2 separate regions of the Zea mays genome follow, and region 1 is linked to region 2. The links are chromatin contacts, called in public Hi-C maps. All regions are on one chromosome and are shown on one strand. The core of a region is the stretch at or near the end of the contact, and the rest is flanking DNA. Distances in the headings are between cores, read along the strand shown. Region 1 holds the start of LOC100194161 (L-ascorbate peroxidase S chloroplastic/mitochondrial). Region 2 has its middle 7.5 kb from the start of LOC118476310.

What was found. Hi-C and Micro-C count contacts between places; a contact is called where the count stands out from the background.
Region 1: a contact with region 2 is called in a Hi-C map of leaf, with 4 times the contacts expected there. The contact joins the promoter of LOC100194161 here to the enhancer-like site in region 2. A contact is called at or near these places in 3 of 25 Hi-C or Micro-C datasets (bundle sheath, ear and leaf).

Annotation. Positions count from the first base shown.
Region 1 is chr2:51,420,467-51,423,899 of Zm-B73-REFERENCE-NAM-5.0, forward strand. LOC100194161 (L-ascorbate peroxidase S chloroplastic/mitochondrial) reads left to right here and starts at 1,759. Exons shown (of 12, transcript NM_001139211.1): 1 at 1,759-2,020; 2 at 2,141-2,257. The coding sequence starts at 1,862.
Region 2 is chr2:51,263,515-51,266,799 of Zm-B73-REFERENCE-NAM-5.0, forward strand. No RefSeq gene overlaps it. Among protein-coding and RNA genes, the nearest start is that of LOC118476310, 7.5 kb to the left of the region's middle. Within about 2 kb of position 1,922, at least 4 of the 20 cell types and tissues checked have an H3K27ac peak or open chromatin away from gene starts, as enhancers often do. A contact at or near this core is called in bundle sheath and leaf, where this site is marked.

The DNA.
Region 1 (3,433 bases), core at 509-3,008, 160 kb after region 2:
CGACCTCAGCCTCGGCCTTGGGAGGAGTCGCCGCCTCGCCCGACCTCGGCCTCAGACCGACCGCGCCACAGGGGATACATCATTACCCTACCCCTAGCTAGCTGCCTCAGGCTACAAAGGAACAAGACCGGTGTCCCATCTAGATTACTCCGGTAACAGGTAATGATGGTTCCCCGCGTGCGTCCATGACGTCGGCGAAGAAACGTCAGCAGGACCCCGTGCCGCACCGTCAGCTACGCTTATACAGGGCTCAGGCACTTCTCCGCCGGCCACGTTAGCACATAGCTACACCCCCATTGTACAGCTGGACCATCTCCTTATATCTATAAAAGGGGATGTCCAGGGCCTTCCTAGAGACACACGCAAGCAGAGAAGACAGAGTGGGAGAGACGCGGAGGAGGCTAACTCAGACAACTCAAGGCCGAACTCTCTCTCTCGACGCTTGTGACCCCTACTACGAGCACCCCGGTGCAAGATAACATAAGCCTCATCCTCCCTCTTGTGTTCCATCTTGCATCAACCCATCTAGGCAGGGACACGCAGCATCAAATTCACTGGTCGGTTGAGGGTCCTCGCGGGTCCGAAACACCGACATTTCTCCAGAACAATTCTAGCCTCGCTGCTCAGGGGCTTCTTCTGGGTATCTGAATAGGCTATGTTGAGTAGATAGAGCTTCCTTGAAGCAACAAATGCACCCTAGAAGATCTGTTTCATCCCTCCCCTAGTGCTATCTGATTTCATACACTGCCAGGCCACCATGACCTGATCTCTCTCTCACTAAGATCACCTCGGTAAATTTTGTACTTTCCTAATTTAAGAAAAACGATTCAATCAACTGCTAGGAAGCAGGTACCATTACTTTTTTCTTCTCTGCTTGCAGAAGTCTATCCACGATGAACTGTGGTGCCCGCTTTCTCCACCTTCACCAACCACAAGACTTCAGCACAACAATCTACATCTGCAATCCACGATCCCAAAGTATACAACATGGTATCCTACACTGGTACTGCTGCATTAGGTTGTCTCACAGTATTAATGCCCTTCAGGTTCAAACTAATCCTCGCCTTGGGCTAGAAAGTCGGCTTGAAGAGGGTGAAGCCCTTTTCCTGTAACGCTCCAATTCTAGCCCCTCAAACACTCAGCAAGCCATCGACCATCGTCGTGTACTACAATTATATTTCACTGTCTTGTATTGACGGCGAGACGGATAACTGCATGCGGGAAAACAAAAACACCTATGTGCGCCACCGTTTCCCACCTCCACTAGAACACACTGATGCACGCAGGAAACAAAAACACGAGCGGATGGATTGACAAACGATGCAACATACCAAAATATGAAGGAGAGGAGACTGTGAATACGAGAGACACAATTTTTTTAGGAAAATAAAGGAGACGTTGCAGTAATAAAAATCATTATTCTTTACTTATATCTGTTTTGGAGTTGACTTACACGTTAGAGTTGCTCATACTAGTAGAGGTTTACTGTGATTTTTTGGAAAAAAGTTCAAATAAAAAACCGCCGCCGGAGTCCAAACCCGCGCGCGGCGCGTGGCGCTCGTTGGCCGCCCCGCCGCCGAATAAACTGACCAGCGACCGAAGACCAAGGCACCAACCCTCCACGACCGCCAACACCAAGGCACCAACCAACCTAGGCTACGCAGTGCCGCACAGGCCCGAGCGGCAGTGAGAGTGAGAGCAGGAGCACGCTCCGCGCACCAAACCCCCGAGACGCCTCAAAACGCAGGCAAAGTGGAAGTGGAATCGAGTCAAATCGACCACTTCTCTGGCAAGCCCGCAGGCCGCAGCCCCTCCTCTCTCCAAGAGCCGCCGCGGCTGCTCCCCCCCTAGCAAACCCGCCATGGCCGAGCGCCTCGCAGCATCCGCCGCCACCCTCCGCGCCTCGGCCGCCGCCACCCCATTCGCCCGCCGCGCGGCGCCGGCCAACCGCGCCTTCTTCTCGCCTTCGCTAGCTCGCGCGCGCGTCGGCCTCCGCGCCGCGCCCTCTTCGCTCCCACAGGTCCGTATACCGCGTTCGTTGGATACCAGTGCGCCTGCGGCTTCATCCCTAGATCGAAAATGGTGCAGCAGCAGCAGCATCAGACAGGCTGTTGACTCGAGTTTACGTGTGTGATCGCAGAAGGCGAGGGCAGTGAGGTGCGCGGCTGTGGCGATGGCGTCTGACGCGGCTCAGGTGAAGGCCGCACGCGAGGACATCAGGGAGCTTCTCAGGACGACTCACTCCCACCCCATCCTGGTGCGTATGGTGATCCCTGTGTGTTATCCATAAACTTCATCAATTATGAATTCATGATGGTGATGCATTGTTCAAGATGTTTTGACTAAACCCTTTGCAGTCATACCATCACACTGCTACAATAGAAGATGTGAGGCTTTAAATTGCGATCTTACTATGGTGGCATCACTGCCAGCGAACATAGTGATAGTGATCACTTAATAACTTTGTTAGTGATGTCCATTTATATACGCCTCTGCAGCACATGGTGTGTGAGCAGAGAACTGAGCAGGGTGCCCGTTTTGTAATCAAGTATTCACTGTTGATCAGTGGCAATGGCTGACCCAGAATTTAAACCTAGGGCAGTCGAGAACAAAAAAATAATCTTGACATGTAATATTGTGTATACTTCGGTACTATGTATATATAATTTCTATCAATTCGTTACATAAGCAGAAAATGAGCAAAATATCTGATAATGAATTTAATTCATCAAATTAGGTTCCAAGTTGCATATATTGTTTCTTTGCGCCTAAATACTGACGAGTAGTTTGTTTTTGGACCAAATTACCGGGTAGTCGGGGGGGGGGGGGGTACCCCTTGGGTCCGCCCCTAACCAGTGGCAGATCCAGATTTTTTTTACTATAGCCACTTCTACTAGAATATGGGTTATTGCTGACTTATAAATGTTTTCCCTAATTATGCTTAGGCCCTGTTTGGATCCTTGGAATTGAAATCCATTCTAATAAGCATAATTTAGGCGCAAATCAATTAAGTTAATATGGTTGTATGCCCAATATATCTATAATTTATATACTATTGTCGCCCTTACGAGTGAGATACTTGTATGTCGCACTTCTGCGGTAGGGGAGAGAGCTGAAGAGCATGGTATAAATTGTAAAGCAGAAATATAGTATGATGAATTTCTATTTAGATTTGTATCTAAAATTTGGGAAGATGTGGAATATCAAGTTTTAAGCCAAATAGCCATAGTCTACTATGGGCCTGCTTGGTTCCCTAGCTGAGCGCTATTGTGCCTTGTTTAGCCTAGATGACGAGAAAGTGCAGGTGTTTGGTTCCCTCACCTGAGCGTATTGGGAACTGTGCAAGAAAGCTTTACTTTGCTCCCGTGAGATAGCCAAATTGGCACGCTTGGAGGGGCGAGTTTCTCGTTACTCATGCCACCTCAACAAAATG
Region 2 (3,285 bases), core at 672-3,171:
TGCAATTTGAGTTTACTAACCATGGGTTTAAGGAATGATTTATTGTCACTTTCTCCAACCATGTTTACTCCTAATTCTATAGAAAGATTTGTCACAAAAATGATGTGCAATTTTTCGGTGCATGCACGAGACCTCCTGTTTTGTGTATTGTTACAGGTATATAGTCGTTTTCTATTTACACAGTGCCGCTTAGATTCTCTTGCATTTGTACTTTGGAGCATCACTTGTATTAGCTCTTTATTTCTTTTCCATTTATTATTATCAGAATTCTTGCATGGAGGCAGTATTTAAGACTTCCTTTACAATAGCCGAGGAATTTTTCAGCTCCTGGATGTGATTAGAGTTGCATCTTATGTGTCCAAGGGAGTGAATTACTTCCATCAGATTAATATTGTTCATATGGACTTGAAGACTACAAACTTTCTTATGGATGATTAGGTACTTAACTGCACATTGTAGTATTAACCTTTGTTACATCATCTATCTCATGAAATAGAAGTCTACTGCCACACTCACTTCTCAGGAAAGTGGACTCTTAGCTTTGGAAGCAAGTATTATGAGTTGTACATAACTAATGATAAAGTTTGATTTTTGATAACTACCATGAGGTTGGTTGTGTAGAATTTTGAACTTAATGTTCATCACTGGAAGTTGATCGCCTAGCACAAAGGTGGCAACGTTTTCTGTTAGGTACTTATCAGCATAGACATACATGACTCTTGCATATTTTCTGCTCTAATGGGTTTTAGCATGATTTTTTAAAAAAAATAAGTATGTTGAGCAATTACTTTTAGGAGGGAACTACATCAAGCACATTTTTAAATATTTTTTTTGCTCTATTTAACAATCTGAACTTGGGAATATTATGCTTCTTTAGGAGCTAATGGAACTACATTATGTACAATGTAATGCTCGAGTGGAGTGCCTTTCTGACTAGAGGTTTCTTTGCTAACAAATCAAACATGATCAGTCAAAGGTTGTTGAGATCTTGGTCAAGGACCTTAAGGTCTTTGCATCCTTCAATGAGTTGTTGTTTAAGGAGATCACACAGTTTCTGACCTTGGACAACTTTAGGTAAAGAACTGACTGGTCAGCCTTGTTTTTTTGTATGCCTCGTCTGATGTTATTATTACCATGGCTTTTAGTTGTTTCTGGATTGTTCAATGAGTGATTTCTGGGTTTGCCTTGTTATTAGGGAAAATAAGCAGCTTTCTAAGTATGGTGATACAAAATATGCACGAGTAATAATGCTTGTTGAGGTGCAGAAGCTGATTGAAGCTTACCTCTGTACTGTGACAAGCTACAATTTCCCAGACTGAAGAATTCTAGGTCCTAGACACTTATTAACCAGAGGTAGTCCTGTGTAAAATAATCAATTATCTATGTGCTCTTGAGTCTCAGACATTTTAGCGTTTTGTTTTTTATTCTGTAAGTTTACACTTATGCAAGTAAGCTTCATCCTTAGCAACTGAAATGTTTTAGATTAGGATGCCTGGAACTGTGGAAGGTGGAACCAGTATGTGATTCGTTATATGTATATATACTGCCTCAGGTTGCCATTTATTTAATACAATAGTACTTGTGTGGATAATAAAGATAAAAGAATATGTTGTTGCCTCTTCCCTTAACAAACTCTTCAACTTATATTTTTATTTTTCAAAAAGGTAGTTGTAATCGACTATTAACCTTTTAAGTGCAAGTTAAGGTTTTTTTTGGGGCATTTCTTTTTTTATCATCGCTATCTTTTTTACACACTCTACTGGAGACAATCTTAGGGTTTTGAATCTTCGATTCGGTTGCTGTTGTGTTGTCTCACTCTGACGTGTGATGATGGTGGATATCGACGTGGATGCTTTTCGTAGAGTCGATGTTGAGGCTGGAGCTCGGTGGGGACACGGACAGGTCTGCGAAGCTGACGGAGCGGCCATGCGAGGTGGACTGTGCTTACTACATCCACACAGGCTCCTGCGACCGTGATCGTGCTGCACCGGTGAGCGCTCCCTTCATGTCGTTTCATCCCTCTGTTCTGTGCTGCTCTGTTTTGTTCTGTGCTAAGCACTCCTGTTGTCCTGGCACCTAACAATGACTGACGAGTTGGATTATAGCTTGTTGGTGAATGACGAGTGTGTTGTTGCTTAAAGTAGAAGATTTTTAGCGAGTGATGATTGTTGTTAAGGGCATGGAAGTGAAAGTTATGAAATATTGGTGAGTGATGATTGTTGTTAAGGGCATGGAAGTGAAAGTTATGAAATATTGGTGTCTTTTGGCTCATGCGGGAAATTCTGAGTTCCCAACTTTAGCTCTGAATCTATACTACATAGCTCTTACTAGCTTGCACTGTAGGCCTCGTATGTAAAAAAGTCTTAACTTTTAAAAAAAAGCTAACAAGAATATAAAATGATAATTAGTATTTTTGAAATTTAATGTACCTTATCATAACATGTTCACTCCGTAGCAACGCACGGGCGTTCATCTAGTTAAATACAAAGTAAGTAAAATATAACATGGGGTATATATGTGTCCAGATGACTTAAAAGAAGGTTACCTCGAACAATGATCAAGTAGATGTAATACGTTGTGAGATCAATCGATTATGTCATGTTAGTTTCGTGTTCGCTATGTAGGGAAAGACAAAAGCGCTGTCGTACCCAATGTCGTGTGTTGGCTACCGAGAGGAGAGGGCACGACCGTCTGTTTGTTTGCGACTGAGAGCCTAGGCAGATGGGCCTGAGACTAAGAAGTACTACTACTAAAATATAGAAATCAAGATTAATGGATTATGTCTAATTCTTCTTGCTTGTTGTTGCCGTGTTGTTGACTTATAATTAGGTCTTTAAAAGTTTTGTAGAGCTAACAGACATATATATACAATATACGCTATATGGCTGTATATATATACTGTTATTTAGTAACTAAAGTGAAGCCCCATTAATTTGGGGGCCCTAGTCGGGGGCACTGCTCGACCCCCGCTAGGGCCGGCACTGGTACGTGCACGAGGCATACATCTGAATGGACTAGCAGTCTAGGTATATTCGCAGAAAAAGAACATCACGAACTCGAAAGTATAAGATGGATTCGAATTCGAGATCTCTAGCTCTGGTAGATACCATGTTAGAATAGACACACTAATCAGCTCAACCAAAAAACTTAATCTACTAGATGAAGATAGACAATCCACCTGTACAAGTTCAACACAGACATTCTAACCCTTTCAATAAATGTGAGCTTGTCTGAGCCAGAAATGCTTTATCAAGGATCTCCAAAATCTAAGTGGCTTCATGCCTT